Regions from separate parts of the Mus musculus genome. Here regions 1, 2, 3, 4 and 6 are each linked to region 5. A link is a contact called in public Hi-C, HiChIP or PLAC-seq and promoter capture Hi-C data. All regions are on one chromosome and are shown on one strand. Each heading gives the region's core, a stretch centred on a gene start, on an enhancer-like site or on the middle of the called end of the contact. The rest is flanking DNA. Distances are from core to core; before and after follow the strand shown. Region 1 holds the start of Mtmr4 (myotubularin related protein 4). Region 2 overlaps Vmp1 (vacuole membrane protein 1). Region 3 holds the start of Rad51c (RAD51 paralog C). Region 4 overlaps Cltc (clathrin, heavy polypeptide (Hc)). Region 5 holds the start of Smg8 (smg-8 homolog, nonsense mediated mRNA decay factor (C. elegans)). Region 6 overlaps Vmp1 (vacuole membrane protein 1).

Evidence for each region. Promoter capture Hi-C pulls out the DNA fragments that hold promoters and counts their contacts. Hi-C and Micro-C count contacts between places; a contact is called where the count stands out from the background. HiChIP or PLAC-seq counts read pairs in DNA pulled down with a chosen protein or histone mark.
Region 1: a contact with region 5 is called in a promoter capture Hi-C map of liver, with 2.2 times the contacts expected there. The contact joins the promoter of Mtmr4 here to the promoter of Smg8 in region 5. A contact is called at or near these places in 2 of 39 promoter capture datasets (liver and pre-B cells), 3 of 115 datasets of contacts at active chromatin or transcription factors (astrocytes, bone marrow-derived dendritic cells and memory CD8 T cells) and 2 of 9 other capture datasets (adipose tissue and liver).
Region 2: a promoter capture Hi-C map of pre-B cells shows a contact between it and region 5, with 2.9 times the contacts expected there. The contact joins the enhancer-like site here to the promoter of Smg8 in region 5. A contact is called at or near these places in 4 of 39 promoter capture datasets (the C10 cell line, embryonic stem cells, hippocampal neurons and 1 more), 1 of 484 Hi-C or Micro-C datasets (B cells), 4 of 115 datasets of contacts at active chromatin or transcription factors (bone marrow-derived macrophages, embryonic forebrain, embryonic limb bud and 1 more) and 1 of 9 other capture datasets (macrophages).
Region 3: a contact with region 5 is called in an H3K4me3 HiChIP or PLAC-seq map of the SCID.adh cell line, with 11 read pairs. The contact joins the promoter of Rad51c here to the promoter of Smg8 in region 5. A contact is called at or near these places in 2 of 39 promoter capture datasets (hippocampal neurons and pre-B cells), 1 of 15 datasets of contacts at CTCF or cohesin (the NIH/3T3 cell line), 2 of 484 Hi-C or Micro-C datasets (both in embryonic stem cells), 5 of 115 datasets of contacts at active chromatin or transcription factors (the SCID.adh cell line, bone marrow-derived macrophages, large pre-B cells and 2 more) and 3 of 9 other capture datasets (adipose tissue, liver and pancreatic islet).
Region 4: a contact with region 5 is called in a Hi-C map of B cells, with 21 read pairs. The contact joins the enhancer-like site here to the promoter of Smg8 in region 5. A contact is called at or near these places in 12 of 39 promoter capture datasets (the C10 cell line, the SN4741 cell line, cranial neural crest and 8 more), 15 of 484 Hi-C or Micro-C datasets (B cells, CD8 T cells, embryonic stem cells and 5 more), 16 of 115 datasets of contacts at active chromatin or transcription factors (the 230-238 cell line, the SCID.adh cell line, astrocytes and 11 more) and 4 of 9 other capture datasets (adipose tissue, embryonic stem cells, macrophages and 1 more).
Region 6: a FOXA1 HiChIP or PLAC-seq map of pancreatic cancer cells shows a contact between it and region 5. The contact joins the enhancer-like site here to the promoter of Smg8 in region 5. A contact is called at or near these places in 9 of 39 promoter capture datasets (the 3T3-L1 cell line, the HPC-7 cell line, cranial neural crest and 5 more), 7 of 115 datasets of contacts at active chromatin or transcription factors (the 230-238 cell line, bone marrow-derived macrophages, embryonic hindbrain and 4 more) and 2 of 9 other capture datasets (macrophages and pancreatic islet).

Annotation. Positions count from the first base shown.
Region 1 is chr11:87,590,158-87,594,051 of GRCm38.p6, forward strand. It overlaps Mtmr4 (myotubularin related protein 4), which reads left to right and starts at 2,009. Exons shown (of 19, transcript NM_133215.2): 1 at 2,009-2,093; 2 at 3,232-3,276. The coding sequence starts at 3,274. It overlaps Septin4 (septin 4), which reads left to right. Exons shown (of 14, transcript NM_001368775.1): 14 at 159-386.
Region 2 is chr11:86,622,963-86,626,651 of GRCm38.p6, forward strand. All of the region lies in intron 7 of Vmp1 (vacuole membrane protein 1), which reads right to left. Among named protein-coding and RNA genes, the nearest start is that of Gm51914, 11 kb to the left of the region's middle. Within about 2 kb of position 1,484, at least 161 of the 459 cell types and tissues checked have an H3K27ac peak or open chromatin away from gene starts, as enhancers often do. A contact at or near this core is called in B cells, bone marrow-derived macrophages, pancreatic cancer cells and 1 more, where this site is marked.
Region 3 is chr11:87,402,342-87,406,253 of GRCm38.p6, forward strand. It overlaps Rad51c (RAD51 paralog C), which reads right to left and starts at 2,165. Exons shown (of 9, transcript NM_053269.4): 1 at 1,963-2,165; 2 at 257-515. The coding sequence starts at 2,080. Tex14 (testis expressed gene 14) reads left to right here and starts at 2,724. Exons shown (of 31, transcript NM_031386.2): 1 at 2,724-2,829.
Region 4 is chr11:86,716,162-86,719,807 of GRCm38.p6, forward strand. It overlaps Cltc (clathrin, heavy polypeptide (Hc)), which reads right to left. Exons shown (of 32, transcript NM_001003908.2): 12 at 3,298-3,462; 13 at 3,025-3,205; 14 at 1,737-1,900. Among named protein-coding and RNA genes, the nearest start is that of Ptrh2, 34 kb to the left of the region's middle. Within about 2 kb of position 1,575, at least 39 of the 459 cell types and tissues checked have an H3K27ac peak or open chromatin away from gene starts, as enhancers often do. A contact at or near this core is called in B cells, bone marrow-derived macrophages, germinal center B cells and 3 more, where this site is marked.
Region 5 is chr11:87,084,566-87,088,061 of GRCm38.p6, forward strand. It overlaps Smg8 (smg-8 homolog, nonsense mediated mRNA decay factor (C. elegans)), which reads right to left and starts at 2,212. Exons shown (of 4, transcript NM_024262.1): 1 at 430-2,212. The coding sequence starts at 2,188.
Region 6 is chr11:86,651,405-86,654,926 of GRCm38.p6, forward strand. The region is part of intron 5 of Vmp1 (vacuole membrane protein 1); the gene reads right to left. Among named protein-coding and RNA genes, the nearest start is that of Vmp1, 31 kb to the right of the region's middle. Within about 2 kb of position 1,252, at least 136 of the 459 cell types and tissues checked have an H3K27ac peak or open chromatin away from gene starts, as enhancers often do. A contact at or near this core is called in the 230-238 cell line, the HPC-7 cell line, bone marrow-derived macrophages and 2 more, where this site is marked.

The sequences.
Region 1 (3,894 bases), core at 759-3,258, 510 kb after region 5:
TACATAGGTGGGATGTTGAGTGGTTCTGCCATTTCCATCATACATAAGGGCCACCAAAGTCCCAGACTCAAGGGATTAGAATCTGGGGACACTTCTTCAATACAGTCAGACTCTTCCTATCAAACACCTTGCATTGATGATGTATGTGCCTGTTTCAGCTGCGGCGGATGCAGGAGATGTTACACAAAATCCAAAGACAGATGAAGGAGACTCACTAACTGGCTTTTGGACCTGAATATTTAAATCTCTTCTTCCTGCCTATGCCAGCCTCTATTCCCTGCATCAGCTCTGCTCAGGACCCCCCGCAGCTCCTACCAGTTCGCCTTATATCCCTGCTGACTTCTCAAGAGACTCAGAGGAAATAAACTAACCTATATGTGGCTTCAGGTGTCTCTGTATTTTTACCATTTCCTGGAAACATAGCTCCTATGACTAGTTTGAAAGGCTGATGGAAAGGGTACTGGTTTCTGGCTTTTAGTAGGAAACAGAAAGGGGGAAATTTCCCTTTCGCTTATAGAGTTCACTCAGCTTACAACATAGCTTGTCCTATTGACCATTTCTACTCTGGCTCCACTTTCTGAGCCTCAAGCCTCCATGTTTCCCGTATACAATACCTTCATTTTGTAGCTGCTCTTGGGAAAAACAAGGTATTAACTACCTGGCAACCTCTGATTTCCGCCTTTCCCCAGATTTGGGTAAATAGATATGCAGAATTAAGCTCCAAATTCCAGGAAGCTTGTGGTACAGTGCTGAACAAATTCTGAAGGTCCTGTAATTAGAGTGCTGGGACATAGGGAAAAACAAAATGCCATAGTCTCCAAGGAGCTCAGTATCACGCATGCGCTAGGTTAGACCCGGGTTCTAGACCCTGTAACTAAAACAGTGAACTCAGGAGAGATTTCTGTTTTCCTATGACTTAGTAACTGTAAGTACTTCAGAAACCAAGACGTGAGGACACTAGCCTAGGATCTCAGGGCCTAGACCCACTCCAGGACTCGGACTATCCGCCGAGAATAGGACTCTTTGCCACTTCAGTTTGGTTAGTAGTGGCGCGGATCACGGAGACCTCCAGCGTTACTGGTGACCTGCGTCCCGGTGCTGGCTCCAGGCGCTTCAGTCTTGTCCCTCTACCCCTTTTACAGACTAAGAAGCCGCAGCTAGCTAATGGCAGTCAGACCCAGTTTTTCTCTCTTGGCTGAGAGACTCTGGACTGGCGGCAATGCAGGTCTCGAAGGACGGCAAGGTTGGTCGGTCGTTAACAACCAGTCCAGATACGCAAAGGGAACCGCCAGCGCTGCCAGTCCGAGAGCTCCTTCCTCCCAGGCCTTCTAGGAGGGTCTTTCACGTTTTCCATTCCTGTGGCTTCAGCAGTTCCCGAACCCAGCTCTTCTCTTTCGCAGACAAAAAAAAAAAAAAAAAATCCAGGATTTTCTTTTCCATCGACCGGGCGACGAAACACGAGAGTGATGGAACCGAGAGTTTGGGAAGGGACCTTCCCCTTTCCTAGCCGGCATGCTACCCTTCCTTTCTCGCATTACTGGAGCAAAACAGAAACACCACTGGGTTAAAACGCTGAGCCACCGCGAGGTCATTTGCGAACTACCTCTCGGGCGGGGTCGTCACCGGAAGTGACTGCTACCATTCCCTGCAATGTCCCGCCCCCCAGTTGCGCTACCAGTAGGCGACGGGCGGCCGTACTTCCTGTCCCCGGAGCCCTAGGCTGCGACCCCTCTTACTCCTCTCCCATTGGCTGCCAGAGGGACGCGCTGTGATTTCCTATTGGTCGTGTCTGCTCTCTGGCGCCAAGCCTCCTCCCTCCGGGTACTGTCTGGTCTCCGGGTGCCGGATAGGTTACAAGCTGAGAGGGCGTCTGCCCACTGGACCAGTGAGCAGCGTGGAGAGTGAGGGCGGCGGCTGCGTGGTGAGGCAGGGCGGGACTTCGCGTGGCTATTGGCCAGGGCGGGTAGAGGCTAGAGATACGATTGGTTGGGGACAAGGGACCGTGGTGGGGTTCGAGCTGCGCGGCCTCAGCAGCTGCGGGAGACGGAAGTGGTGAGAGCGCGGCTTTGGAGGGTCGGGCGGACGCCGCCTGGGTGAGTCACTGTACCCCGTGCACTGCCAGCCTGGGAACCACAACGACCAAGTCCTGCCCGGCCCTCGCCGGCTCTCTTGAGTCCCGCCCTCTGTCATTTGGGGCTCCGCCTCCGAGGCCTTGGCCCCGCCCCTAAAACCTGGGCACCTGGATCTCCTGGCTGCTTAGCCCATCCTCCCCCACCCCCCACCCTAAGACCAGAGTCCCTAACTGTGAGAACCCTGGGCCTCCTAGGCCTGGTCCTTGTCGCTCCCTTCCTCTCTCTGTTTCTCAGGCCGCGAGCCAGGGAGCCGTGAGGCAGCACCTCCGGCTGGCCGCTTGCGGGCTCCCCCGTGAGGGAGGGAAGGTTGGTAGGATCACAATGGAGGCTTTAATCGCCGTAGCCTCCTATGGGGCTCTGCTGCACACCCCTCGAGCATACCAAACATGAAGGAGTGTCGGTGAAATTCAGACCTGGCTCCCTAAGTGGGCCCAGGAGGCCTTAACTTGAAATCCTTGTTAATTCGACCCATTTGACAGATGTTGTCTCCCAGGCCGGACTGGCCTAATTCTGCTCCTGTTGTGTGGCCTCCTCCCTCAAACCTTCACCTACTTGGTCTCAAGTATGCTCAGCAGGACCGGGCCAACCCTGCTGCTCTTTTATCACAGGTTGTGGTCCTCTCCCTCTTGTCCTCTGCTCTGGACTCTGCCCCCAGTAACAGGTCAGGTGGGTGCTACTCCTAGACTCAGAGACTGGCCGAACTGCCCTGTGGATTCATGCCCCTACCAGGGCCAAAAGTGAGTCCCAGTTGGGCAGTCTTTGTCTCTTCAGAGTTGGAATTTCTTCTCTTTTGTAGAGAGCAGGGTTTGGAGTGCTCTACTGCTGGGTGTGGGGATCAGAACGTTTGAGTTCTGCTGAGTAAGCTAGGATGATACTTAGCCTTGCTCAGGAACTTTTGTGGTGGAATTCTCACCGGGCAGGGTCACTTGTTGCTTCTTCCATTGCCTGACTGGTGTGGTGACTTTTTGAGACGCCGGATCCTCTGTGGTGGAGGAAAATGAGTTGCAGAGAAGTTCAGGGGTAGACCCGTGTGACAATCGTTGATTCTATGGTGATGTTAATGACCGTGCACTTTCCTCTTGTGTTCTGTCTCCTTTAGTGACGAGCAGGAGCAGGCAGCCAGGACCCTCGCCAAGGTAGAATGGTGAGTAGCTCCTTTTCCCTCATACCACTGTGTGTCTCATCCTCCAGTCTGACTCAGGGAAGCTGCCCCACCTCTCTTGGCCCTAGTGCCCCTGGTTACTCTGTTCACTTCCTAAACAGGCTCATTTGCCCTGATGCTTTTTTTTTTTTTTTTTTTTGGATGGGCAGTGTTGTTTTGAGACAGGTTCTTGCTGTAGAGTTTTGGTTAGCCTGGTACTAGACATGTAGCCCATGCCAGCCTTGAACTTGTGGGCAATCCCTCTTTCTCCCTCCATCTCCTAAGTGTTAAGATTGCAGGTGAATGCAGTGTGGGGCCTTGTACATGATAGGCAAGTACTCTAACACTGAGCTATGTATCTAGCTTATGGTTTCTTAGGATTGAAAAAAATATATATCGGGCACTATATAGCACTGGGCTCAGCAGCTTGTAGTTTTTCTCGGTGTTAGGCCGTCCCTTCTAACAAACCGCTATATCGCCTCTTACTTGGATCCCCGGTTAAAACTATGCATATTCTGGTTTAAGAAAACAAGTCTTTCTTATCTGAGATTCCTGAACTTCAGGGCGTGGTGGCACAGGCTTCTAATCACATCAGTTGGGGACAGAGAAAGGTGATTCTCA
Region 2 (3,689 bases), core at 234-2,733, 460 kb before region 5:
AGAAAACTAGACATTTTCTAGTCTCTCCAGAACGTTTTCTTCAATGTGTATTTTGTTGTAAAAAGATAAGCAGGAGAAAATCAGCACCCATGTTGGGCTTGTGATTTCAATTCCAACTCCAACATTCTCTTCTGGCATTCTCCAGCACTTCAACCCATGTGTGTACACATATGCATAAATAAATAATAAAATAAGCCTGACTGAAGATGACAAGGTTAAATCAGAAATGAGCATACAAGTCTTGCATGGTGGTGGTAAACGCCTGTAATCTTGGCATAGGACTAAATGAGCCAAGTTTCAGAAGCCAAAACAAGGGCTAGTGAGATCCACTCGGTGTGTCAGAGTGTACAAGCGCTTGCCGCACAAACCTCATCATAGGAGCTCAGCATCAGAATCCCACTGTGGACTGAGAGTTGTCCTCTCAGTGCCACCCACTGAGGCATAAACTGCCATACAGAAAAGAGCAGGACTCAGGAATAGACTAGGAGCAGACAGACAGCCTTCCTTCCCAGTGACCATCCATTCTGAGACTTGCATCAAGCCACAACTATCTTTCAAGTTCCATTAATGCTATACAACTGAATAGAAGAAGAGTCAGAAAACCAAGAAACAGTCAAATCTGGGAATGGGAGTGGCCAAAGGACAATTTAGTATTAAGAAAAAGTTTCTTGAGACAACAAAAGAAGCCATGAAAAATTCTAAGTCAATGTTGAGTGTTCAAATGACAACTACTGAACATTAATTTTTTTAGATTTTATTTCGTGTGTATGGATGCTTTGCCTGCATGCATGTCTGAGTGCCATATATGCACCAGGTGCCTCTGTTGGCTCTCCCTGGAACTGGAGTTAGACAGCTGTGACCTGACATGTGGGTCCCTCTGTGACAGCAGCAAGTGCTTCATCACTAAGCCATCTCTCTATGCCCCACTAGACAGTTTAAGTATTACCTTTCTTTCTTCCTTCTGTACTCAAACTTAACTATCCCAATAGTTGAGATATTCTATAATGGATTCTCATTAAAAGACCACTTAAGGAAGAGATGGCTCATCTGTTAAGAATACTGGCTGCTCTCCCCCTGGCAGAAGGTCTAGGCTCAATTTTCAGCACCCACTTAGTAGCTCACAACCATCTATGATTCGAGTTCAGGAGTTCCAACAACTTCTTCTGAGCTCTTCACAAATACGGTACACATACACACATGCAGGCAAATTCACACACTTAAAATAAAAATAAAGATGTTAAGCAACAAAATCCTGAATGTCACTGGCTGTGTGTGGTTGGTGGGATCTGAAAGGAGATCTACATGACAAGACCTCGAATGAGCCTAGAATGAACATTTCTAATACTTAATGCAAATAAGCAAAAGATCCTGAGAGGAGGAAGCTTTTCCCAGGAACTGACACAACACAAACCATATCGTTGCTGCAAAGCTTAATGCAAACCCTCTAGAGTCCACGTTGACAAATTCTTCAACAAGCCCTGTGGTTACAGGGAAGCTGGTTTCACTCTGACTCACGCCTGCTCAAACAGTTTACTGGAAATGAAGAGGAGGGGGAATTTTCAGAGAAGTCATGTGATGGCCAGACAAACCACAACCAGCAAAGGGTTCAAAAGAGTCAAAAACAGGTCCCAGCAACAAATGACATTAAAAACATATGAAAATGACCCCTGTTTAGTTTCAGATCATCTATACTATACCATGAGCTCTTTCATAAAATCTTTGTATGAAAAAGAACAGATACTTCATAGGGGGAAAACCCAGCAGGCACTGACTGACCTGGCATATCCAACTGCTAACACTCACAGGAAAATGTGCTCAACAAACAGAACATAAATGGAATGCTGAAGCACTTTGGTTGAGTGTCTAAGTGACCATTATCAAATGCTTTCCCATAATCGCCAAACTCAAATGATGAAACAAATGTTCTATCATTATCAACAAAGGTCAAAAGAATCCTTCATTTATACCTTGTTCTTTGAAAGGAAAAATGTCTTTCATTGTCTAAAATGAAAAGGCACAGGTCATGAGAGTTTGTCAAAACAAATGATAAGTTTTGGTTTTAAGATTGGTTTTTGTCCCCCCCCCACTAATGCAAATAAATTGAAATTTCTGAAAGAATAAAAATCTTACTAGGTAAAATCTGTTTAGCCTTAAATTTATATATGCTTAGTATGAGCATTTAGTTTTAATATATAAAGTACAAATGTTGATTAATTTAAATACTGCTAGCTTAAAGAGAATTCTCTTGAAATAAGACAAATAAAAAAACCTATAAACTAGTCTTTGTTTATTTAAGAATTATTTATTTTATGTATATGAGTACATTGTTGCTCTCTTCAAACACACCAGAAGAGGGCACCGGATCCTATTACAGATGGTTGTGAGCCACCACGTGGATGTTGGGAATTGAACTCAGGACCTCTGGAAGAGCAGCCAGTGCTCTTATCCACTGAGCCATCTCTCCAGCCCCCTAAACTAGTCTTTAAAGAGATAAGTAGTTTACCTAGTCTGGGTTAGTGGCACAGGCATCTAATCCCAGCTGCTTGGCAGGCTGAGTCAGGTAGATAGTTGGGACAACTCAGCAAAACCAAACCAAACTCAAAATGAAGCACAAGGACTGGCAATACAGTTTAGTGGTAAAAATGTACCAAGCCTCAGGTTCACTCCAGGGCAGGGAGAAGTAAAGACTCACAAGTGATACCCAGTAGAAAAGACAAGGAAACTAGAACAAATATGGAGAAACAAAATAGCATTCTACTAAAAGGTGAAGTTAGACTTTCACATTTCTGATTCTGATAGCAAGAATACAAAACAACACAGTAGTGTTTATTATCAAAACAAATAATAAGACAGCAAACTTTACAAAGTCACCAACTCAGCACTAAAGAATATGCAAATGGTAGATCATTCTGACAGATAGTATTAGGCAATCTAGTAGATAGCAATTTTATCCAAAACATATTCTTCTAAGTAAATATGGGCAGCATTCCTATTGTATCAGTTATACACACAAAAACAACACAAAATAACAGGGTTAGGCCCCCATTCTATATCCTCTGTGGTGTCCAACAAAATAATCACTGAATATATCAAGAAAATGAGCTACCTCATGTTTCAGACTCTACCTTGCACAGGCTAGGCAACTGCTCTACCAGTGAGTATAACCCTTACCCTCTAACACATCTGCACAATTTCCCCTGTCTTTGGTTATACAGCATAGAGAACCAACAAATTACTGTAAGAATTTCCATGTGTCCTCAATTTTAGCGATTGGGTTGGGATAGTGATGAAAAGTAGGACCCTGGAGCATGCTTAAGCATACTATCAATAAGCCACGAAAGTTGTTTTCTTCAATATGGATGAAAACTTCCAGGGGCTGGAAAGATGGCTGGCTGAGTGGTAAGAGAGCTCTTGCTGCTCTTTCAGAGGACCTGGTTTGACTCCCAGAACCTTCACAGTAGCTCTCAACCAACCATAACTCTAGTTCTAGGGGATCGAAGTCCTCTTCTACCTCCTGACGATATCAGGCATGCAAATGGGGCGCATATATACAAGCAGGGAAAACACAAATAAATAAAAAACTAAAAACAAAATTTAGAAAATATTTTGGGAGGAAGGGCCCCAGCCCTAGCCAGGCATGGTAGCAAACACCAGTACTGTCAAGGCTTGGAAAGTTAAGGCAGAAGGAC
Region 3 (3,912 bases), core at 915-3,414, 320 kb after region 5:
AATATATCTCAGAAGCCAATTAATTAGGAGTGTATACGTTTAGTGACCAGGCAATATTATGAAAGAAACATTTTTGATATCAAAACTTCATCAAGAAGACAGGGATCCTGGATAATATGATGGTAAGCTGATTGTTTGATGTGAACACATACAAAGTAGTACTGTATGCTTCTTGGTTTCCTGACTACAAACTCACAGCAGAATATTCTGTTTGTTACATTAAGTCCACCCGTAAGCAGGGAACGTCCTATTTTACCATAACTGTGTTTTTCCAACACCTGGTACACCACAAACTTCTGTCGTCTTCATTAGGGGTATTCCACCCCCAAGAATGTTATCGAGTGCTGAACAGAAGGTGATTATGAAGCCCTGGGTATGCTCTTGCTCGAGAAGTTCCAGTGCTGTGCACTTCTCGTTTGCCACAGATGTACCGGCACATCTTGGTTTATTTGTGAGACATTCTCTTCTTAGAATTTGTAGAGTTTCCAAGGCTTCCTCTTTAGATATCCCAACTTCTATAAATAAAATAAGAAAAAGAAAACCTGACATTAGAGAATTAAAAGTATAACTCAGAGCCTGGCATGGGGGCCCATGCCTTTAATGCCAGCACTAGGAAATCAGGCAGGCCAGCATGGTCTACAGATCGAGTTCCAGGACAGTCAGGACTACACTGAGAAACCTTTTTCTTTCCTTTTCTCTCTCTCTCTTTTTTAAAAAGATTTATTTTTATTTTATATACGTGAGTACATGTAGCTGTCTTCAGACACACCAGAAGGGGGCATCGGATACCATTACAGATGGTTGTGAGCCACTATGTGGTTGCTGGGAATTGAACGCAGGACCTCGGGAAGAGCAGTCAGTGCTCTTAACCGCTGAGCCATCTCTCCAGCCCCCAAACCTTTTCTTGAAACAAACAAAAGTCTAACACAGAAATGAATTATCCAATTATTTAGTTATTTAGCAGTTGGGGAATCAAAACCAGGGCCTTGGGCATACATAGCTAGTTAGTGCTCTACCCATTCTGCTACTACTCTGTTAGCATCATCGCTGGGATGTAAAATTAGACTAGGGGTATAGCTCTGTGGTAGTGTTTAACATTGGCAAAGCCATGAGTTCAATACACAACACTTAAACAAAAATCAAACCAGATTCCATTCTGTCCTCTTTGATCACCATCAAAGAGATGTGCATAGTATTACTGGCACAGTGGGTGACTACAACGAAGTTTGGATTTGTGAACATTAAGGATGCAGTGGTCCCCACTTTGGTTTTTTTGTTTTGTTTTTTGAGACTGGGTTTCTCTGTGTAGCCCTGGCTGTCCTAGAACTCACTCTGTAGACCAGGCTAGCCTCGAACTCAGAAATTCACCTGCCTCTGCCTCCCAAGTGCTGGGATTAAAGGCGTGCGCCACCACTGCCCGGTTGTGATTCCCACTTATCTGTAACCTAAAGAACTCTGAGAAAAGTCGGGGGCCAGGGCGGGGGGGGGGGGGAGGCAGTATTCCTGTGAATCACGAACGTCTTTCTAGAGCTTTCTCCTGGTCTAAGGGAATGTTCTATTGCTTTTCTCACTGAAATATCTCTAGTCCTTCTCTAATCCTTTATTTTTCAACTTCAATTCCCCCCCCCCGCCCCCCAGGATCTTTGACCAAGGAGAATTACATGGCTTGTGATTGTTTCCCAACCCAGTTTATCATGAAACCTCAAGATGAGAAGTCGGTTCTTTCATCTACAGATTGGACACCCTGGTCCAAGAGGAGCCTTCCTTAAACCATTAAGTGAGGCACTCCTCAAAGCATCCAGCGAGCACGGAGAAAGCAATCAGTAAACGTTGCTCCACACAGTTCCAAGCTCAAGAGAATTTCAGCGGTGTCAAAAGATCGGCTTGGCGGAGGCGGCGGAACGAAGACGGAGGCGGCGCCAAGCGGCCGCGGTGCATCAGCTGGCAGCTGGGAGTCGTTACCTTTGCTGAGCTCGGAGGGCTTCACCTCTAGGACGTCCTCCGCCGTCTGAAACCCCGCAGCCACCAGCTTCCCGCGCACCGCTGGAGACAGCGGATAACCCACCAACTCCCGCTGCATTTTTTTTTTTTTTTTTTTTTTTTTTGAGAGCTCGGCGGCTACGCACGCAGTGACGTAGAGCAAGAGGCGCGAAAGCGCTGGAAACCCAAACCCCGCCCTCCCGCGGGGGAGGGTCAGTGGCGTGACGTCACACGCGCGGCGTAAGGGGCGGGGCTCGCGCGGCCTAGACTCACGAGGCCTTGCTGCTGCTGAGGAAATCCCACACACTGGTTTCATGTAAGGTTGTCTTCTAGTTTCACTCGTCCGAGTCACGTTTCGGATATAGCCTGACAGTGAACACAAAAACAAAAAAAGAGGCCGGAGACGCGGAGACGGTAGCCAGGCCAAGTGAACCCTGTACAGCATATTTCCTCACCATGCTCTGCCCTCTTTCACGGGTTCCTCAAGAATCCATCCTCCTGGATGGAAGTTGTAGTAGACGCAGCAACCAGAAACTGACCAGTTGGCAGTTTCCTGCTGTGAAAAATTCAAAAAACCCTTGTAGGAGGTCTGTTGTGTGTCCCCTGACCCTTGCCAGGCGACCCCTTGCTTTTCCCGCCCTCGCGGGGGATTGTGGGCCAGCCTCCCACTTTGGGGGGCTGCGGTAGGGAGTGGTTGGCGCCCACGCGCGCGTCCACGCACTCGCCCGCTCACGCACGCACGCACAGCTTCCGGTGGGTGACCCCGGGACTCCGGAGCTCCCTCAGAGTGTGGCGGTTTCTGAGCATTCATGTCGGCAGGCCTGCCTAGAGTAAGAAGTAGCTGGAAAAGTAAGCTATCGTGTCCTTGTCGTCTCGTGGTCTAGCCTGGGCCTCTGGTGTCCCGAGGGAGGAGCTGGACCTCTTTAGTAGAGTTGACCGGGGATGTTGACGGAGCGGGAGTGACTGCTTCCACATCAGAACTTTTGGGGAGATTGGCAGTTTGGAAGGTGGCTTTAAAGGCCCAAGAAATACGGAAGATGATATAAAAAAAAAGTGTGTCGTGCCGGGCAGTGGTGGCAGCACGCCTTTAATCCCAGCAGTCGGGAGGCAGAGGCAGGCGGATTTCTGAGTTCGAGGACAGCATGGTCTACAGAGTGAGTTTCAGGACAGCCAGAGCTACAAAACAAAACCAAAAAAAGTGTGTCATACCTACCTCACATTTCAAAAAAAAAAAAAAATCTAGCATTTTTTTTGAAGACAGCATCTAAACTTTCTAAATTATGGGATATAGGAATACGCGACTCTCCCTGCTTTTGCACTACTTATTGACAACAACTTCTTCTTTCTTTTTTTCTTTTCTTTTTGGTTTTTCGATACAGGGTTTCTCTATGTAGCCCTGGCTGTCCTGAAACTCACTCTGTAGATCAGGCTGGCCTCGAACTCAGAAATCTGCCTGCCTCTGCCTCTTGAGTGCTGGGATCAAAGGTGTGCGACACCACACCGGGTTCTTTTCTTTTCTTTTTTTAACTTGTGGGTTTTCAAGACAACCTCTTTGTGTAGGTTTCTTTCGTGGCTCTCCCAAAACTGACTCTGTAGAGCAGGCTCTCCTCGAAGTCACAGAGATTCATCTGCCTCTGCCTCCTGAGTACTGGGATTAGAAAGGCCAGCGACCTCCCCACCCCCACCCCCTACCCCCAAAAAAAGCCGGGCAGTGGTGGTGCACGCCTTTAATCCCAGCCCTTGGGAGGCAGAGGCAGGTGGATTTCTGAGTTTGAGGTCAGCCAGGGCTACACAGAGAAACCCCGTCTGGAACCCCCCACCCCCAAAACAAAAGAAAGGTCAGTGCCACCAATGCTCAGCTAAAGCAACGACTCTTTATTATTACATTTCTTTTGTGTTTGTGTGTGACACACAGGCCACATTACTAGACTG
Region 4 (3,646 bases), core at 325-2,824, 370 kb before region 5:
ATCTTTAAAAAAAAAAAAAAAAAAAGAAAATATAAGATAATCTCATCATTTTGACTATTTTGTTACATAAAATCCCTGTGGGTTTGGCTATCAGACCCCAGTTAAATTCAAAAGAATAAATATCAGATGATACAGCTGTAAACTACCTCCAAGTGATAATAGGTAGAGGCAAGACATGCAAATTCCATGTAATAATGGTTTTGTGCTCAATCTACAATTCTCCCAAAAAACAAAAGTTAAAAAATGTCATGTGTGACAGTGGACAAGTGGTACTCTCTGAGTTTAAGAATTTTTCTCATCTTTCATTGATAGATAGCTACAAATTTTTACTTTTCCCCATAAAATAACTGGTATGAGAATAATGTTAACAAGCAAAGTTAAACAAATTAAAAACCCTTACTATTCTCTAGCTTAGCATTCTTTAGGACATTATTCTTCACTCCAGCCAGAGGCAGCCTTTATTCTCTCCAACTGAATTCATGTGTCACAAAGTCAATTTATCTTGATCCCACTTGGTTTATAAATTATACATTAACACTTCATTTCTGGATTCAGACAGATGTGATGCTAGAAGTAAATCTAGATGTTTCCTTAACCTACAATAAAGGATCTTGAAAATGATGCCAAAGATAAACTGAAAAATACAAGCATCTAAGGCAGAGGCTGGAAGATGGCTCAGTAGGTAAAGACGTTTATATGGAGACTAACATTCTGAGTTCTAGACGCAGTAACTACATGATGCAAAGATAGAACTGACTCCCAAGAGTTGACCTCTGACCTCCATGCAATGGCCTGGGCACAGAAACATCATCACAAACATCAACACAAAATGAAAACATAAATAAATGTTAAAAAAAATTGAAGAGTAAAATATAAGAAACCTAAGCCAAGAATGATGCCTTCTGGAAGATGCTGGTTTTACCACATACCAAGGCCAGCCTAGACACTGCAAAGTGAGACTATCTCAAAAAAAATAGGAAAGATGATTCAAAGAGTAAGGGCACTTGTGCCAAATGTGAAGATCTGAGTTTGACCCCTGGGCCTTCCATGATACAAGGAGAGAGCTAGCTCTTATGCACATTGTTCTCCCCAGACAAAAATTTTCAAGGCAGTAGAAAGACAAAATCAATAACTGTGCCTTAAAAAAAAAATAAAGGAATCAAAGCCTTTTATGGACTAGAGGCCATCTACTTCCTGTTGTACATATTAATAATGTACACATTACAGGTATGTGTCACCACCTGGGGAAAGAGCTGAATATTCTAAAATGTCATCAAGAACAACTTTAAACTGTGTTTTTCTTAAACCAGCCCTAGTGACACACATCTTTAATCCCAGCACTCAAGAGGCAGGGGCAGGCAGATCTCCAGCCTGGTCTATATACTGAATTCTAGAACAGCCAGGGCTACAGAGTGAGACCCTGTAACAAAAGAAAAAAGAGAAAAGAGAAAAAAGAAATGTGTCTTTTGATTTTTTTTTTTTTAAAAAAAGGAAGTTCTTTGAAAATGAAACTGTTTTTCCTTCTTTTTAAACAGATGGTCGTTCTTAGGTACTACTTACTAATTTCCTTCCTTATTTCTTGAGAAACCACAGAGTATTAAGTTTAGAAAAAATAACCCAGCACAGAATTTGAGAATGCTAAGATTTTCAAATGTAAGAAAAATATTCTCAAGCCCGACTCAACCCTTGTAGAACTGCTTAAGTCAATCAGAAGCACGTAACTTAAAGCCACTTACCTTGAGAAAATTCTTGACTCGCTCGGGATCATAGCAGTTGCTTTCTCTGCAGATTCTTTCCACTTCTTTGATTTGCCCAGTCTTGCAAGCCGCCTGAATATATTTAAAGTGCACATCTGGGTCCTGACTAAAGTTAACAATGGACCCCAGAAAATAAAAGAGACCTTAAAGAAACAAAAGTAACTGAGATTAAGGAACATAGGCAGGTTTTGTTTGTTTGCTTGCTTGCTTGCTTGCTCTAAGACAAGGTCTCACTGTGAAGCCCTGGTCTCTTCATGGAGTCCTGGCTGTCCTGATTTTGCTGTATAAGCCAGACAGACTGGTCACAAAATCAGAGATCCTCCTGTCTCTGACTCCAAAGTGCTGAGATTAAAAGCATGTACCATCAAGCCTGGCTATACTTTTGAGAATGAAAGAACTAAAAATTAAGCAATTACAAGTCATGATTACAGAAAAGGTTCCTAGTAAGTTGGCTGTTTTAAAAGTTCAGTAAGAATACACATTAATCCAGAAGCCACTTGAACAAATCAGGTATAAATTTCAGTCCCTACACAACAGGAAATTCTGTTTAAAAGTATCTTTCTGTGTTTTAGTGTTTTTGAGAGGATTTGTCGTATAGTTCAGGCTGTCCTTGAATCTATCATAAACCTGTCTCATTTTTCTGAGTGGCCACTCTGCCTGGCTCGGAAGTTTTCAAATAGTAAAGGACAGCGCCTCAATAGCAAAGCAAATGTTTATACCACATTTCATGAGACACTTTAAATCAAGTATCACATACCAGATAGCTTTGCATAAAACTTTCAAAAATTTAGTGTAGAGCTGTCCATAAGAACTTTCTGGAGTGATGACCTATATCATCTGCCTTAGACACTAACCTCCCATGGCTCACCTCAAGCGTAGCTAGACTAACTCTAGAAACTTTCAATTATATTTTAATTATTTAATTGAATTTTAAATAGCTGGGCTAATGAAGCACAAAACCCCCTTAGGAGAAATGTTCACTATTGCAAGAGTCAGAGCGGTGCTTTTAATATTACTGTAATTAGTCGTCAGTATTTTAATATTATGCAGCTAACACAAGACAATAAATTTCTTAACCCAAATTTCTGCCTTTAGTTCATAAAATACCCAAGCAGGTGTTCTTCTACACTGTATACCTCAAGGATCCCATGACATGAGGGGTCCTAGAGAAGACATGTCCCATAAAAGTGTTTTTCAGAAGATAATTTCGAACTGCCTGATTAATTATAAGTGTCTCTCTTATATCAATTCTGACATTCCTAATTACCTTCAAAACTCTTGAATGATTCAAAGAGCTCAATCAGAGACTGAGTTGACAGCTGTTCGTGATATTTAGAAGCCACCTGAACACAGATCTGTAGATTTTGACGAATATTAGCTGACAGCATGGCTCTGAGGCATTCTAGGGAATCTTCAACTGATAAGGACCCAAAGTAATTCACTAACCACTAGAGGGAAAAAAAAAATTAATAATTACTATCACCCAGTATAAACAATAAACACACTGACTAATCACAACTAACAGGTAAGAAACAAATACCTCAGGGTTAAGAAGATGGGTATGAACAACTGCACGTTTTATGTCATATAAATCGGTGAAGTGTTCTAATGCACGCTGCAGCAGGCCCGCCTTCTCACACAGCTGGGCGATATGAGCCCGGTCATAGTGGGTGAACATCTGATTCCCGAGAATGGCATCTGCAACCTAGAAAACCACAGACAGGACAAGGCCGTGTTTCCTTCTCCTTTACTTCAGCATACACCAACACCCAGAAAATACACTGAGACTGAATAGTGAATAAATAACATGAAAGTATGAAGTACAAAGAATACTAGCTAAATTTTCTTAGGAAATAAGCATCTCAAAACTCTGAGTGACAACTTGTAAA
Region 5 (3,496 bases), core at 962-3,461:
TGGTCTATATAGTGAGTTCCAGGTCCAGCCAGGATTAAATAGAGACCTTGTTTCAAAAACAACAACAGAAAACAAATAAAAGCAAAGAAAGAAAAAAAAAAGTATTTACTATCAAAGTTCTGCAGGGCTCTTAAAAAACAACCCAATTATGTACCAAATAAATCATCTTAATACATGAATACACACCCAGCTCAGGTGCCAGTGAGATGACACAGCAGGCACAGTGCTTGCAGCACAAGGCTAACTCCATGGGCTGGATACTTGGGACCCATGAAAAGGTTGGAGACTACTGACCTCACAACATTGCCCTCTGACCTCCAAGGGTGCGAGGTCTCTCTCAGACACACACACCACACCATACAAACACACACTAATACTAAAAGCACAGCTCCAGTTTTCAGTTCAAACTGTTGGGAACTTTGTAGCTACCTGATTTAGGTAAGGAATGAAATTTGTGGACACAGTGTTGGTCAGTCAAGCTCCTCTCTTCGCACAGCTGATGGCCATTGCTCCAAAATTTGTAGCAGTCTTCGTGTAATTGCATGGCATATTTGTGAAAGGCTGGACCTCGAGCATGCTGACTGTATACCCGAAGAGCCTGAGCAAGCTGATTCTTATGGACTGTCATGGTGTAATTATGCGGCAAGTTTGACTGGTAGGCACTATGAGCCATGGGTAAAGCTTTTTGGCACCGGTTTTCCGAGAATTTTGTGTCTATATCCAAAAACCCTTCTAAGACTTTAATACTGCTTAAAATCTTAGATGTTAGCTCCCCAGTGGGGGAGCCCAAGTCCTCTTCCTTCCCATCGATAGCCACTTCATACAACTTTGCTGCTGCAGAGATCCACTTCTGGTAAGTGGGCAGTTCAAAATGGGAAGGCTGTGGGTTCCTGCCCACACTGTCATCAAAACCTTTTTTGCTTAGGACCAGCTCCACGTGCTGCCACAGGAATTCTCGAAGAGTGAAATCCACTAGCTGGCCTGAAGAACTCGAGGTGCTGCTATCAATGTGGAAGGAGAGCTGTTGGCGGCTGTGCTGTCTCATCGCTTGGTACCGCCTAGGTCCAGAAAGGGGTGCGGGCACCAACAACGATTCTGGGTCTTTCACGGTACAATGGCTCCTAAGCTGGTCCAGCAACATGCCAATTGGGTCCTCCTCCTGGCTTCCGGGGACTATGTACACAAAAGCTTGGTTGGCAGGTACCGTAAAGAGGCAGTTGATACTCTGATTAGTCAAGACTCGACTCTTGCGAAAGATTCTATAGATCTGGTCCTCCAGGGCATGCTGCAGCCTTCTTTTGGGAGAGTGCTTCTTGGGTTTATCTGGATGAGCTGTATCCTGGCTCCGAGGCGGTTCCACCTTAAGGGCCCCATTGAGTTGAAAGAGGAAGAGGAGTCTAGGTGGGCAAGGTCGGCAGTTTAACTTCCAGTCTTTGCCAACTGGGCAATCCTTAATGGCTGTTTTGAGGAGGGGTAGTACTTTCTGTCTCAGTCCATCCAGGGCTCTGAATACACGATCATAAGTGATGTCAAAGGAACACGTCGGATGGACCAGGAGCAAGATATGACAGACAGAGAAGAGGTAAAGGAGGCTGAGACACTGTAACTTCTCCTGATGCTTCCAGAACTCGTGTGTTTCTGCATGAGGTAAAGAGAGGCCCCCTCCGGCTTCACCGCTCTGGAGGGCCCGACAAGCACGCAGAAGCTGTGAGTTGTCACAGATGGAAGTGAGAATAAGATACAGAACTTTGCTTTCCTGATTGTAATAGGCCTGCAAAAGACTGAAGTCCTGGGGACCTGGCTCAGCTCGGTTACCTTCCGCCGTAGCCATACCTCCGCGAAGTGAATCCCCGGCTGCAGCCCCGGGGTCTCCGGCTCCTCCCGCCTCTCCGACAGAGACAGCTTTGGTCTTGATTCCAGTTCCTGGATCTCCAGGATCCTGATGGTGAAAGAGTGGGAAAACCTGTCGATCGCACACAGTATTCACCAGAGAGAACTTCTCGGAGTTGAGGCGCAGAGCCGTCTTGCCGAAGATTCCCACCACGCAGATCTCATCCTCCCTCCACGGGGGCTCGGGCGTGCCAGCCGCGTTTCCCCCGCCTTCAGCGGAGGGGCCTCCAGGACTCTCAGAGCCCAGCCAGGCCGACGCCCCCATGAGCAGCTCGCGCAAGCTGACCGGCCCCGCCATGGCGGAGAAAGAGCTTCCTCTAGCGTTCTTCCGGTCCCTCGCTGATCCCAACCCACCCGGTCCTATTGTGAAATCCCTCCTCCGCCTGTTAGTCCTTGAGTTCCGGGTGTCTGTCCCTCCCCCCAACACTCCCTTCCACCCCTTTGCCTTTTCGTGTCCCTTGCAAGGTCTTAGCGCTACGTTTACTCAACTCGAGTTTAAGATATCGAAAGCTAGATTGGTTGCCGTTTCAGTTTTAAAGAATACGCCAAAACCCACAACAGTTCCAACTGATTCTTCTAACAGCTCAGCGTGGGTGGTTGATCATACTCTCACCTTTTCTGAAGACTGAGGCAGGAGAATTTCTTAATTTCTTTTTCTTTCTTTCTTTCTTTCTTTCTTTCTTTCTTTCTTTCTTTCTTCCTTCCTCCTTCCTCCTTTCCTCCCTCCCTCTCCTCTCTCTCTCCCTCTCCTTCCTTCCTAACTTCCTTCCTTCCTTCCTTCCTTCCTTTCTTCCTTTCCTCCTTTCTCCCCCATGCCCCCATTCTACCTCTTAAATGCTGCGATTAAAAGCATGCACCACTACCACCCAGCAAGGAAGAAGGATTCTTGAGCACAGCAGCTGTGCTAGCCTGATAACATACCAAGACCCTGTCTCCATAAAGAAAAGAAAACAAAAAAGAAAGGACAGGAGGGAGGAGCGAGAGCACCAAACACATTGTTGCACTTCTGTGATTCCAACATTCAGATATTGCTCTTACAGAGAAAAGGAGCTCTTGTTTTGCAGCACCCATGGCCTGCAAAACACACACACACACACACACACACACACACACACACACACACACTCCAAAATTAATCTTTAAGAAATAGAAGACGTGGAGGTGGAGAGCTACGTGTCTAGTATGCAGGAAGTCCTGTGTTCTATCCTCAGCACCAGTATAAACTGGGTATAGTGGCCCATGCTGCAAACCCAGCACTTGGGAGGTGCCAGAATGATTAGAAGTTCAAGATCATCCTGAGCTATGTCTCAAATTCAATGCCAGTCTGAACTGTAAGAAAACTGTAAGTCGTGGTGGCACGCTCCTTTAATCCCAGCACTCCGGAGGCAGAGGCAGGCGGATTTCTGAGTTCAAGGCCAACCTGGTCTACAGGACAGCCAGAGCTACACAGAGAAACTCTGTCTCGAAAAACCAAAAAATAAAAAAATCTGTTTCAAAACAAAAAGATAAACATCAACAAAAGAATTGTAGAAAATTCTAGGGAGGCAGAGGCAGGTGGATCTCTGAACTGAATTTGAGGCCAGCCTGGCCAACAGACTGAGTTCCA
Region 6 (3,522 bases), core at 2-2,501, 430 kb before region 5:
TGAGCCATCTTCTCCAGCCCCCCAGACCTGTTCTTTAGATTCTCTTTGTCAAGTCACAAGCTAGCACTTCCCTGCTCTTCTCTATAGAAAGCAGCATGGTTTGTCTAAACCCAAAGGCCTGGGCATTAGTTAATGTGAGTGGCAGGTCTTTAAATCTGTTAGACTTAAACAAAGTATAATTAGAATTCTGCCTTATCTTCCTAATGTAACAAAGTGTTTAAAAATAAAACAATGGCTGTGGCACCTAGGGCAAGAATATATTATTATATGTTAAAAGTACACATCTGCTGGCCAAAACAAAAGTAAACTCTAACATTAATTAGCCCATGAACCTTCTGGAAGCAAGTGAATTCTACCAGATTAGTATTCTTAATATAAAGAAATACTTGGGGCTGGAGAGATGGCTCAGTAGTTAAGAGCACTGACTGCTCTTCCAGAGGTTCTGAGTTCAAATCCCAGCAACCACATGGTGGCTCACAACCATCTATAATGAAATCAGATGCCCTCTTCTGGTGTGTCTGAAGGCAGCTACAGTGTACTCACATATAATAAATTAATAAATCTAAAAAAAAAAAAAAGAAGAAGAAATACTTTGTTTCTCCTTTAAAATCAGTAAAATTGGTTTTAAAGATTTACAAATAACTGTGTATCACTTTCAGTACAGTATGATGTTTTAGTATACATTATACACTATACAATGTAAACTATATACATCAATAAGCTAACAATTTTTAGGTGACCCATCACCTCAAATGTTTATCAGTAAGCCTGAGAGGGCAGGCCTGGTAGCACACCCTTTACTCTCAACATTCAGCTGGCCAAGGCGGGGAATCACTCACTGTGAGTTTGAGATCAACCTGGTCAAGCTGCTATAGTGAGCTCCAGGCCAGCCAATGCCAAAGAGTGAGACCCCCACAAAACAAAGAAAACACTAACAAACCCTAACTGACCTTCCTCTTTCTTTTCTGAGGTTGGGCTTGAAGCCGGGCCGTTGAGCATGCTAGGGAAGTGCTCTGCCACTGACCTCCATCTTCTAAGCAAATTTTGATCATGAGTTGACCTAAGTATTCCGAACAAATGGACTACATATTTAGGTAGAGAGCTATGCAAGTTGTTTAACATAGTCTTTGAAGCTTTCTTTTAAGCACACAATTATAAATAGTGACTTAAGGGCAGGAAGCTATCCAGTCTGTATAAACCCCTATGTCCTGGAGACCTTGGTTTCTGCTTTTGATGTGGTGACGCTCATGAGTTAATAGATGAGTCACTCCTTGGGGAGAGAGAGGGAGAGGAGCTACCATTCCCTCCCTCATCAACCAAAGGCCAACAGGCATTTTTTTTTTTCCTAAAAAGAGGCTGCTAATCTTCCAGGATGAGCTCTGACTCAAAGTGATCATGCCACAGTCACCGTGCCTACAGAAGTCAGTATCAGTGACACCACAACCCAATTTGGGGTAATTTCTTCCTTCTTTGTACTCAAAGATTCACAGATGAGCACTGACGCAATCATCAGAGTTAGAAAAAGTAGCGAAGAGGAAGCTGGCAGGTTAGCTCTGAGACAATCACCACCATCATGGCATTAACAGCACAGTTACGGAAACTATTTCTCCGCTTCACTTTACCACATCTCAGTGATAGTTCCCAAATATTTACTTCCAGCAATAAGGAATCAAGAGCCAAAAGGGCCCAGAAATATCTGTACCTAAGGAAACACAGCTTAGAGCAGCACAGACAACTATCAGGCACTACCCACAGCAATGTTTAAACACGAGAAGACAATCAACATGCCAGATTTTAAAAAGGTACAATTTCTGCTCCACTTTAAAATAAAATAATCCAAACTTAAGAGTAAAACAGGCATCTGGGCAGCAAATATTATACATATTTGTTGTGTTTAACTTATAACAAAGGTAAGGTATTTTGTTGAAACGATCATATTAAGAAAATGTCTCTTAAGGAGGAATTTTCAAAGGACAACACAATTTGGTTACAATTTCTAATAAAGCTTGGTCAATTTTATACTATAATCCAATAGTTCCAAATCCTACCTTCACATTGCTTTTAGAAGGGAGAATGCTAATGCTCCAGGCATTTTTCTACTTTGATCCCAAGTGTGAAAAAAGAAATCCTAGTGAATTAGGCTAAAAATAACATTTGTCTGTAAGGGTAGGTATCCCAAAGGCCCAGTGTAGAAACTGAGCTTTGAAAAATCTCTCTGCAGGAAAATGCTCCCCCTAGTGTCAAAAACTGTCTATACACCACACAATGGAAGCCTGCCAATGCAATTATAGCTTTTGCTGCTGTTGTGATCGGGGCTCATGAAACCCAGGTTAATCAACTTTAGAACTTATGTAGGTGAGGGTAGCCTTCAACTCCGTATTTTACCTTTAACGTGCTGAGATTATAGGTGTGGGTCACCACACTCAGCTTTCTTATTTAGATGTAAGACTTTAAACCTTAATTTTGCTCACTCCTCCCCCATACTCTGAGAATGGGTTTCTCTGAGTAGCCCTGGCTGTTCTGGAACTCACTCTCTAGACCAGGCCGGCTTCAAACTCAGAGATTCACCTACTTCTGCCTCTAGAGTGCTGGGATTAAAGGCATGTGCTACCATCACCCAGCAGGCATTTTCTCTTTTTTATTTTATTTTTGAGATTCACTAAGCAGCCAAGGCTGGTGAGAATAGCTAAGGGTGGACTGTGGATGTAGTCAGTAGTAGAAAATTTGGCAAGCATGTTCGAGGCTGTTAGTTTAATCTTTAGCACTGAGAAGAAAACAAAGGCATAACACACATATTGAAAATGATCACTTGTTTTAAACAAGGAGCTGAGAAGCCAGAGATCGCCTCAGACTGTGTTGGCACAGTCTGAGGACTTGAGTTGACTCACAGGACCCATGGGAGAAGCTGGACACAGCTCTTTACATTTAGAATGCCAGCACTCCTATGGGGAACGGGAGGTGGAAGCAGGAGAATTTGCTGGAAGCTCAAGTATGCAACACAGCCACACAAACAACAAAATCCTGTCTCAAAAACAGTAAAACATAAAAAAAGGAGAGAACTGACAGCAAACATGTCCTACGACTTTCACATATGCACACATGCACTGAAACGCAAACCCTTAAGTGTCTCTGGTCTTTTTCTCTTTTATACTCTCTCTTCTTCAAAACAAAAATATAAAACTCTGTAACATAGTATAGTATTTATAATAGCTGGAATAATTTTCTAGATACTTTATGTGTATTAAACATCATGTTTAAAAAGATACATTTGTTATTTCATTTAGTCCTCAAAACAGTCACGAGATAATTACCATTATTATCACTTCCATTTATAGTTGAATAAACTAAGGTTTAAAAGTTAAGAAATCGGGCTGGTGAGATGGCTCAGCGGTTAAGAGCACTGACTGCACTTCCAAAGGTCCGGAGTTCAAATCCCAGCAACCACATGGTGGCTCACAACCACCCGTAACAAAAATCTGATGCCCTCTTCTGGAGTGTCTGAAGACAGCTACAGTGTACACA